Regions from separate parts of the Mus musculus genome. Here region 2 is linked to region 1. A link is a contact called in public Micro-C data. All regions are on one chromosome and are shown on one strand. Each heading gives the region's core, a stretch centred on a gene start, on an enhancer-like site or on the middle of the called end of the contact. The rest is flanking DNA. Distances are from core to core; before and after follow the strand shown. Region 1 holds the start of 4930412O13Rik (RIKEN cDNA 4930412O13 gene). Region 2 holds the start of Gad2 (glutamic acid decarboxylase 2).

Evidence for each region. Hi-C and Micro-C count contacts between places; a contact is called where the count stands out from the background.
Region 2: a contact with region 1 is called in a Micro-C map of embryonic stem cells, with 18 times the contacts expected there. The contact joins the promoter of Gad2 here to the promoter of 4930412O13Rik in region 1. A contact is called at or near these places in 2 of 39 promoter capture datasets (hippocampal neurons and second pharyngeal arch cranial neural crest) and 2 of 484 Hi-C or Micro-C datasets (both in embryonic stem cells).

The regions. Positions count from the first base shown.
Region 1 is chr2:9,879,247-9,884,293 of GRCm38.p6, forward strand. 4930412O13Rik (RIKEN cDNA 4930412O13 gene) reads left to right here and starts at 2,000. Exons shown (of 5, transcript NR_024257.1): 1 at 2,000-2,433; 2 at 2,520-2,695; 3 at 3,297-3,618; 4 at 3,761-3,895; 5 at 4,550-5,047. 9230102O04Rik (RIKEN cDNA 9230102O04 gene) reads right to left here. Exons shown (of 4, transcript NR_040511.1): 3 at 4,505-4,549; 4 at 3,795-4,080. It also overlaps a transcript of Gata3 not described here.
Region 2 is chr2:22,619,266-22,624,312 of GRCm38.p6, forward strand. Gad2 (glutamic acid decarboxylase 2) reads left to right here and starts at 3,062. Exons shown (of 16, transcript NM_008078.2): 1 at 3,062-3,473; 2 at 4,171-4,230; 3 at 4,424-4,573. The coding sequence starts at 3,398.

The DNA of each region.
Region 1 (5,047 bases), core at 750-3,249:
TTCCCAAACCTCTCCAGAACGAACAGCGTCAGCTGTTGCAGCTGTCTTTTTCGGATCTAATGATATCATCAATGTGTGCTTTTGACCTTAGTGACAACGCGATGCATAAAAAGCTGGCTTAGCGAGACCTAGGCTCACTGGTCCCCGAAGTACCGTGTACAACTAACTTGATCTTTGCTGCGATAGCCTAACTTTTCTCTTCGCCTAGCTCGGGGTGCTACTTTATTCTGCTTTCACCCGAGGAAAACGGTCCCCTCTATAATATCCAACCCTGACCTCCGGGGTGGACCCAGCCGCAACTTCCCTGGACATTTTGGGTCTCTGGGACAGGGTCTGGTGGGAGGGCCGCAAGCTGACACAGGAGAGAGGCTGGAAGACGCCCAGTAGAGAGGCTGGGCGGACGAGGGCGGGGCCATTTGTAAGGACCAATCATCGGGAGATACCACGACCGGGCCGCAGTCGCCCCGCCCCACGGGCTCCAACCTCTGCGGCCCTGTTCCGTCCTTTGAGTCACTGCATCCCCTAGTGGCGTTGAGGTTTCTGCAGCCTGGGTCCAGAAAACACTGCCCGGATGAGCAAGGTCCGAAAGAGACTTCGGGTGCACCCCAGGGCAGTGTAAGAGGTGTTCCCATTCCACCCTCCAGGGCAGAGAGCTTGGCTTTAGAGGGTTACTGGAACTGAAGGCGTCATCCCCTCTTCATTTCTTTACCCCATAATATTTCCCACTTATTCAAAACTTGGATTCCCGACAAGCCCTTTCTTAAAAGTTCCAAGTAACTTCTTCTATTCTACTGTGGAGAAAAGCCATCAATATCTACCTTGAAGCCAGTGGAGTGCGGGGAGAGGGAAGGTGCGTTCTTTTTACAATACAACCCTTGAAGAAGACAAAATTTATTTAGAAATGTGCCCTGCGGGCTTGGGTTTGGAGCTTCTCCTGACACCCCCCCCCCTTTTACATCTGATCTTTGACTGAAATCAAGGCTGAATTTCTAAATACAAATTACGAAGATACCTTTTTTTTAAAAACGAGTCTTCCCTCCCTTCTGAGTTCACCCTGCACCCCTTGGTCCCACGTTTATGAGGGCGGCCCAGTCTTAGAATATCGATTTTTTTACTTTCACTCTTTGACCAACCCATCTCTCCTGGGCCAATCAAGCTGCCAGCATCTCTTCCAGCTCACGGCGCTCTCAAAACCTTTTAATTATTTAGTTGCTGTCTAACATTCACCGGAAACCATTCCATAAACAAGCAGAGAAGACCGCACACACATTTTTGCTAAAAGGCCCGGGATTAAGATCTAGAATGAGAGTTTAAAAGGGAAAAATACTATTGCTGTATCACTCATGAGTTGTATAAGGCATCAGTCAGCCAGTCCCTAGTTCACAGCTTCGAGAAAAGTCTCGAGTAAGCATATCTCTTTGGTCCCGGGCACCGAGATGTAGATGATAATAATAATAATTTTTTTAATGCGCAAAAGAAATCCTTCTGGAGACAAGAAAGAAAGCTGCTGACGCCAAGAACTGAACATGTTAGTCTATACGGCTTAGAACGTATTTTTAAAGACTGAAAAAGAATATACTTCTGAAAAGGATGGCTTCCCTAGTAGGGGCGCCTCTCTAATAGATGTAGTAGTGGGGATGGAGAGGATTATTCGTCTTAATTCAATCACCAGAGGAGCTAGACTGGATGCAAAGACACTCCCCTCCCTTGGAAAAACAAAATATCTAATAGGCCCCTCCAGGTCTGAGGTAGTTTAGGGTTGGCAGAGAGGGGTAGGGGGCCTGAGGCTAGGCGCCCCGGGCACTGGATCCAGCCTGTAGGGGGTATTTAACATGTAATTCCCAGCCGGTCCGCCCCTGTTCCCGGACTGACAGTGGGTAATTGGGAAAGAGGACGTTGCTCTTTTGATGGCCCGCGCCGGCCAGTCTCGCCGACGCCACACTGGGTTTGACGTCACGGGCCGGCCCCAGAGTCAGAAACACAGAGCAGGGGAGGGGGAGGGAAAAAGAGAGGAGGGGGATACCGGAGAGGGAGGGCCGAGGTCGGCTCCGAGACCCACCGGGAAGAAGGGGGAAGGGATCGAGTCCGGAGAGGCTGCGGCGCGTGGCCTGAGGCGGAGAGCTGGACTCCGGGGGTCTGGGCCAGGACAGGCGCCGGTCTGACCCGCCTTGCTCGCAAATGCAGGCCGGGCTTCCTCTTCCCTTGGCGGGTGGTGGGGGAGGGGAGGGGGCTTGAGGCCGGAGGGAAAGGTGGTCCCAATCCTTCAGTTCCAGAGAGCTACAAAGCTGATCCGGGCCTCGTTAAGGGACGTCTGGGTGCCCCCTTAAAGACCTGGGGTGCCACCACCACCACAACCCCAAGGCACACCGGGTCTGGCTCGGTGTACCGCATTCCCCTTCTTCCCCTGGAGCATCTGGCGGAGCTGGGGGAAAGGCAAGAGAAAGCCATCAAGGAGAATGCTGTTGCCGCTGCTGCCTGGAGTCTTTGGCTCCTGCAGTTCATGAGGCCTCTCTCTATAGGGTAAGGGGCTGACGAACGCTACGGTTCCCTGGGGACTCAGCATCTGGAGCGGAGCAGGCAAAGGCTCAGCTAGAACCGGGATCTGGGGCTGTTGTACTTGGATAGCCGGAGTCAATTTGGCCTATCTGAAAACCCAGGCCTTGAGGCTGCTGCTGGAGGCGTCAAGTTGAGCAGGGTATGTGTGCCCTCTTGGGGAAAGGGTAAGAAATGGATCTGACTTACTCTATGCGTGGAGTAAGCTGAGACACCCCTCACCCCCCTACACACACACACACACACACACACACACACACACACACACTTGCCCATCCTCAGGTCCCTCCCACTCGCCTTCACTAGGGCGACCCCATCCCTCTAGAAGTAGACACAACCGGTCCCCTTCAGAATTTGGAAGCCCTGATTGAAAAAAAAGGTTTAGCGAGTGATTGGGCCTCATCACTTGGGGCCATGGACCCAGAAGGTAGAAATCCACCCAGAGTCAACAACCCGAACCTGACTCCGAGAGAGACCAGGCGAGCTCCGCGGGGCCGAGATGCGAAAAGATGCTACTTTGGGGGTCGCGGGGGTGGGGGGGTTGTTGAGCGCAGCCCTCCAGAGAGTGACCTGCAAAGCCAAACCCCGGGGGTCGAAGTACTATAGTTACTAATCCTGGGCAGGGGTAGAAAGCGTGCCTCGGAATGCCTAGGGCTGTCATTTGAGCGTGTTTACTTAGGGACTTTGCACGCCGAGCGCAAGCGGAATAGTAGGATTCTCCTAGAGGCAGCAAATGTTTGCAGGCTGGAAAACGAAGCGGAGCGGGGCGTGCTGCCTTGTCCCTCCTCCCGGAGCCAAGGCGCCGGCCTGGGCGGATCTGATGGCGCGGTTACCGACTGAAGTGAAGCCCGGAACCTGAAGGGCTGGGAGGTCGGGGAGAAAGCAGAGCAGCACCGAAGGCCAGAAATTAAATTCACAGCCCGGGACCCCGACGACCCAAGGACTAGGGAAAAAGTCACTTCCCATTCCAGCTCGATCAATCTTCCTTCCATGCGATTGATTAATAGAAAACGAAGTGAAAAGACCGTGGTCGCTGTGCGTCTGGGAAGGAAGCGAAGGGCAGAGGTATCCAGGCCGGCGCCGGTACCCCCTTACCACCGGTTCACAACCCGGAGGTCTACATCGCCTCGGACTAGGGAAGCGGGGCGGTGGCGAGAACCCAGGGAGACCGCGCGGGACCTTTAATTGGGTGTATCCGTTTTAACAGTGGCCATTGTTGAAGCAATTAGCGAGAGACAATAACCACCGAGATGCGTTTAATTCGATTCCGTGCACGCTGCAATCCCCGCCCGGGCTCTGCGATATGCAGGCCTGGGATAACCCGGAGGGTCTGGTTGTGAAGGTACGGGTTGGGTTCCTTGATCATTTTGTCTTAGGCATGGAAGTTGTAAAAGAAAGGCGGGAGGGGGAGCTAGATCTGCCCCCAAGCAAGCCACGGTAGGAGACTCATCCTTGGTCATCCCCCGGACCACTGTTCTTTCTTGGAGCATGGGTTGGAGCTGCGGCCGCCTGGTCAATCCACAGTGCCTGTTTGAGAGGAGAAAAGCCGGGAAGACTGGGACATGGATCCAAGTCTCAATCTTACTTCCCCGCCTCGGTTTCTCGAACTAAATCCTAATTGCCTTCCCAATCCGGGGAGGAGCAAAGAAGAGACCCTGCTTAAGTCTCACAACACACTTCCTCTCCTCTGGAGCCAGCCCCTGTACCCCCTCCTCCGTTTTAACCTCCGGATTAAGTTACCCAGGCCAGGCGAGGGTTTTTTACTGGATACGAGAATAGTACAGGTAAAGCTGTATAAATAGTTCGCCAGCTGCGGAGCAGGAGGGTTATGCCGGGGACACAGTCCCAAGGCGCCACCAGTCAGCCTGGCTTGAGCTTACAAAACGGCTGGGGAGGCCACTTTGCCTCGGCGACCCGGACCTCATAGGTTAAACACATATTACGTTATCACCTTAGCTTTCACCATGTCCTCTTTTCTCTTTTTTCCCCGCATGAGCTGAAATACAGAGAAGAGAGCAAAATCAAACCGCGGTGGAAAACGAAGCAAGCAGCGGGGCCATGCTGGCTGAGGCTTCCTGCTCCTCAACGGAGACACCTTTCCAATTAAAACAGTAGACATGGGAACTTTAGTGATGTAAAGAAAGAAGGTTGCTAAAAGTCACTGGCCAGGAGAAGAAGCTGGCTGTAGAAGCCTGGGGGTGGGGGGACCCATGGGAATTTAAATGAAAAGGCTATGCACCCGCAGATCTCCCGGCTCCCACGCCCACCCGCCCCGGGTCTGGGGTCCATTTTCCATGCGAAATGAGCCACTGTTTTGGATATGTGTTTTGATTTTTTTGTTTGTTTGTTTACTCATCTATCACAGTTTAAAACACCGGAGGAAAGCTGCCCAAGCCAGGAGGAGCGAGGTAACGACGTGGAAACTACCAGAGAAGAGAAGCGCTGGGCAATAACCCACCTCGCACTCCGCCCCCGCCCCCCCCCCAGCCCAGCC
Region 2 (5,047 bases), core at 1,812-4,311, about 13 Mb after region 1:
TAGGCAAACAAGTTCTGTTCAGGTCATGGTTTGGCTCCTGCTACTTAAAAAAATATATATATAATAAAATAAAGCAGAGGGCGCTGATAACTTCTGCGTCCTGGAGTGGTCATAGTCTCCGCAGATCAGCCTCTAAAGCTCCGTGTAGCCAGTACATTTTACAAGTAGGATCCTGTTGTGGACAAGACCGAGGCCCCAAATTCAAGTGCCCCCCTCCCTGCTCCTTCTCTAGAAAGCTCTGCTCCAGTTTGGGGCCAGACAGACAGGACAGAAGAGTCACCCTAACTGTGCCAACCCCACGGAGCGGCAGAACCTGTACCTGGCACCAGAAACCTTAACAGCAGGGCTTACAGACTGATATTGGCGGAGGGGGGCAGGAGTTCGGGTGTCCGCGCTGGCTTTGCTTCCTGGGCACTACAGCCCCACCTGAAGCAGGTGCGTTAGGGAGGAGTTGGGCTCTGCAGCTTGCCAGATTTTAATTCTGGCTTCCAGCGGAGGACCCTGCACCCCACGGTCCTCGCAAGAGTGTCTGGGAAGGTTTATTCGGTTGCTGAGTAGAGACGCAACAGACAGATCTACCTCAGCCCCTGCACCTTGGCTTGATAAGGCTGGAAAAGGAAGATTGCAACGTCGTGGTTGTTTCCAAACCCTTTTTCTATCTAGCCTTTTTCAGTCTCTCAACATTTAAGCAGCAAAAGAACTCGAGAGAGAAAACTTGTACTAAATATCCTTCTTTGACCGGCCCTCTCCTCTCCCCACTACGGGGATTTCTGGGTGGCTCACAGTGGACAAGGAATAGGTAATCCCACCAAACCTTGAGGTGGGCTAAACTGGAGATTTTGGTATGGGTCTCCTACTGTAAAGAGAAAGCCTTCCGGGCTAACGGTATTCCTTTCGCAGTCTACTGCCTCCTTTGTGAACTAATGACTGTAATTATTACCTCCCAGAGCTCTTTTGTTATCAACAACCCGGAGCCAGAGGGGGGTGGGGGATGGGCCCTTTGGGAAAAGGGAAAAAAATTTACAAAGCAAATTGCTGTCTACGAAGGGTTGGTTTTTTAAAAAGACAAACCCAATTCCAGCCTGCATTCGAAGTGGGGAGTGGCAAAATTTTTTTTCAAAGTATGATAAGATTTTAAAAATACTCAGAGCTGTGGGATTCAATTGCATTTCCACAGTATCGCTTTAAGTTACTATTTTTGACGAAGTAAAATTCAGATGTTGAAAATCTGTATCTCTTGTTTTCATCCATTTCTTCCTTGGAAGGTGTGTGTGTGTGTGTGTGTGTGTGTGTGTGTGTGTGTGTGTGTGTGTGTGTGTGTTTAAGAACCTTTTTTTTTTATTTCCGACCACTCATCCATGGTAAAAAGCTTCAACCCCAGCCAGCTGGCTTGAAGAGAATTATTTTGCAGGATTTAGTATGGATTTAAACAAAGACTCAGGCTCTCCAAGTCTTGTTGGCAAGGCTGGGCGGAAGCGCCCTTTCCAGGAGCTGTTACCTCTGCCAGCTGAAGCCACCAGGCCTGGAGGACCCTAAAGACTTACTAAGTTGAGGCCTAGGGTCAAGGTGACTGCCTTCCCTTAGAGACACGCCTTGGGTAGCACCTCAGCAGTGCCAATCTCACCGCCCTCCCCCTCCCCACCTCGGGCCACTCACCGGACCTCAGTGGGCATCCTCTAGCTAGATCCTCCCTGGCCCCCCTGGATTCTGGAAACCTTGGGAAGAAGATAAAGCTTTGTGGAGAGAATGCACTTGGTCATCTGCAGTTATTCGAGGTCTCCGGATCCCTAACAAAATAAGTGATCCTGGTCACCAAGACTAAAGGTCCCAGGGTTTCTCCTCCGGCAACAGCTTTGGTGACTCATTTGAAAAACTCAAAGAAGGAATAAAGGACTATGGAGAGCAGGGAAGCTGCAGTCCCTCGCTCGGAGAGAAGGAAAGGAGATCGGGAACGGTTTAAAGCAGCACTTTCCTGCAAGTCTTTCTTGAGCTCTCTGTAAGCCTGGAACTATGGGTTTAGTATAGGCAAGAGGAAACGGAAGCGGAGCCAGAGGGCCCCAAATCTTCCTCAAGGCGCCGTCCCTGCATTTAAGAGCCTTTGGGAAAAGGGAAACAGAAAGGATTTTTTCATTCCTTTATTAGAAAACACAAACGAAACTACTTCTTTCTGGGCTGGGAAATTGCCACTGTTGTGTTCCTAGGCACCTGCTGATGGCAAGAACTCCTCTTGGGAAGGGACGAGGTCAGTGGGTTGAGTATCCCTGAAAAGATGGGAGTGCCTTTTCCTGGGATTTGGAAAAACTGATTCGCTTACTTTGAGACTCCCTGAATCCTGTGTATGTGTCAGCTCTCACCCACTCCAAGAAGTTTCTGTTCGTTTTATTTATTTAATTTTTCTCAGCCTGAGGTCCTCAGTGATAGATTCCAGCGTGGATTTTAATTGCTTCAATCAGCAGCCTTTCTCTTCAGCCGTCAGTCAAAACCTGGACGATGGGTCTGGGGACCCAGGCATGACTGCACAGAAACCGTACGACCCCCACCCCCACCCCCCAGGCTGGCTCAGCTCAGCAGGCAGACATTAGGCTCTGCTAAGGAGATGAAATGAGTTCGTTGGTGTGGAAGCGGTCCACCTTCCTCCCTCCTTGGTTCCTTCCCCAAGCTTTGGAGCTCTTCCTGATTGAGGCCAGGTGGCCTGGGCTCTTGAGGTCACAGCGACCTCAGCACTGGTTTGGAGGAAGGCGGGCGCGAGAACCACTTTTGCTCGGCAGCAGCCAGAGACAGCCCTCAAACAATGAGCCAATCGATGCACACGTGAAATTGCCCTCGGCCACCATTCCAATCTTGCCAAGGTCTCCCTGTCCCTGGGGTCACCTAGGCCAGCGTGCTGAGGGCTGTGGTAGCACCCTGGACAGCGCGTTCCGGCAGAAGCAGACCTGGAGCGCCTGTGGCTGGGTCAGCACTACGCAGGCACGCCTCCCTCCCCCGCATCTGACTCGCACCTCACGACCCAGCGCCTCCATTTCCCTTCCGTCACTCTCTCATCTCCCCACCAAGCTCCCTCTCCCTAAAAATCTCTTGGGCCCTTTCCACTTTCCAATCTCCAGACTGCGAGGATCACGGCTACTCCCCCCATTTAACCTCGGCGGCGCAGAGCACAGCAGCGCGTCCCTGCGCCCTGACTGGAACATACAAACACGCACGAGCACTGGCATACGCAGACAGCACGTTTCCTGTCCCTGTGTGACACCCACCCTCGTCGCGCTGCCGCTCCAGCCCTCGCGCGGTGCCCTTCTCCCGCCACACGTACTCGCACACGCACGCACTCTCGTGCAGGGTCGAGGCAAAGGCAGCTTGCCACAGCCACTTGGAGGCGACCAGCGCCAGTCTAGCAGAACCCATGGCGTCTCCTGGCTCCGGCTTTTGGTCCTTCGGATCTGAAGATGGCTCTGCGGATCCTGAGAACCCGGGCACAGGTAGGAAAATCAGGACCTGCAGCGGGAGAGCTTTGTGGGTGGTTTAGGGTTTGCAGGGCTAGGCTGATCATCAAAGCTTTGACATCTGCAACAGGAAACTTATTCGGGCGCTTCGCCCGGCTCTCTGGGTTAAGTCCGTAACTGTGTGAGAACACCAACCCCCCCCCCCACCCAGTCCTTTGTCCCCCAGGGAAAAAGCCCAGGGTTGTCTAGGCCCCTTCCCCTAAACATAGGCTCCTGAAAGACTGCAGCGTCTGCGGGAGTCAGAAATCAAAGATCTAGGCTTTGCCTCGGGACGTCTAGACCCTGGGCAGGGAAAGACAAAATGGGAGCAGGAAAGAGTTTGGGGTCTGAAAGGCAAGCGCGGTGAGAAACAAACAGCCTCGGGTTTAGGAAAGGCAGCCCAGGTGAGGGCAGGGAGAGTCTGGAAACCCGAGAACCTGGCGAACAAAGTGCAAAGGGCGGCGTTGTGAGCTGCTTTCTTTCTGGGACACCGCAAGGAAAGGGCTGGCCCCGGCGTCAGATTCCCTCGGACTCCCCCACCTGCTGAAAGCAGAGTCGCTAGCTGGTGGCTGCTTCGAGTTTGGCGCCGGGCCCCCAGACTCTGGACTTAAAGACCTGGTTCACTTGGAACGAAAATTCTCACTCGCCCGTCTGTTTTCTTTCCGATTCGCTTTTCCCTGCCTGGCGATTGCAGCGAGAGCGTGGTGCCAGGTGGCCCAAAAGTTCACGGGCGGCATCGGAAACAAGCTGTGCGGTGAGTGGTGGCACTGAATGGGAGAAGGGCTGGCAAGGTCGGGGGCCCGCGGCTGGCGGGAGCAAAGTCGTGGGCTCCCCTCTGAGCCTGCAGCCTAGGTTGGACGAATCCCTGGGTTGCCGGGTGGGTGGGGATGTAGGAGCGGAGACTACCGCCAGCTGACTCAGGTCCCGCGTTCCGTGTCTTTGTCCAGCTCTGCTCTATGGAGACTCCGGGAAGCCAGCGGAGGGCGGCGGGAGCGTGACCTCGCGGGCCGCCACCGGGAAGGTCGCCTGCACCTGCGACCAAAAACCCTGCAACTGCCCCAAAGGGGATGTCAACTACGCGTTTCTGCACGCAACAGGTAAATGGGCCGGCTGGCCAGGACCACGCTCCACCCCGCAGACATCTGACCCTCCAAATGGATGTCGGGGTGAGGATTCTGAGGATCTTCCACAGAATTGAAAGGACGTGGGGTTTGTGGGCTGGAGGGCACCGAGGCCCTGGCCTTCCCCAACCAGAATCAGTGGCCAAGCGCCCTGCACTGCGCAGCCTCGATAGTTGGAGGTGGCAGTGTGTACCTTGGTAGGCTTCTTGGTGCTGCCCAAGCCTCTGAGTAGCACAAATTTCCAAAATACCCTACAAAGTAGTTCAAGTAGTTCGGAATTGCAGGGATTTTTAGGTGTTCGACTGGATCCAAAGTAGTTTGTAACCGTGATTTCAACAAGGAACGATCCTGTTTACCCAAGCCCAAGGCGCTAAATTTTACCTACGCATGCATAACTCCCAGGCTCACAAACAGCGGGTGAGCGCGCGCGCGCGCACACACACACACACA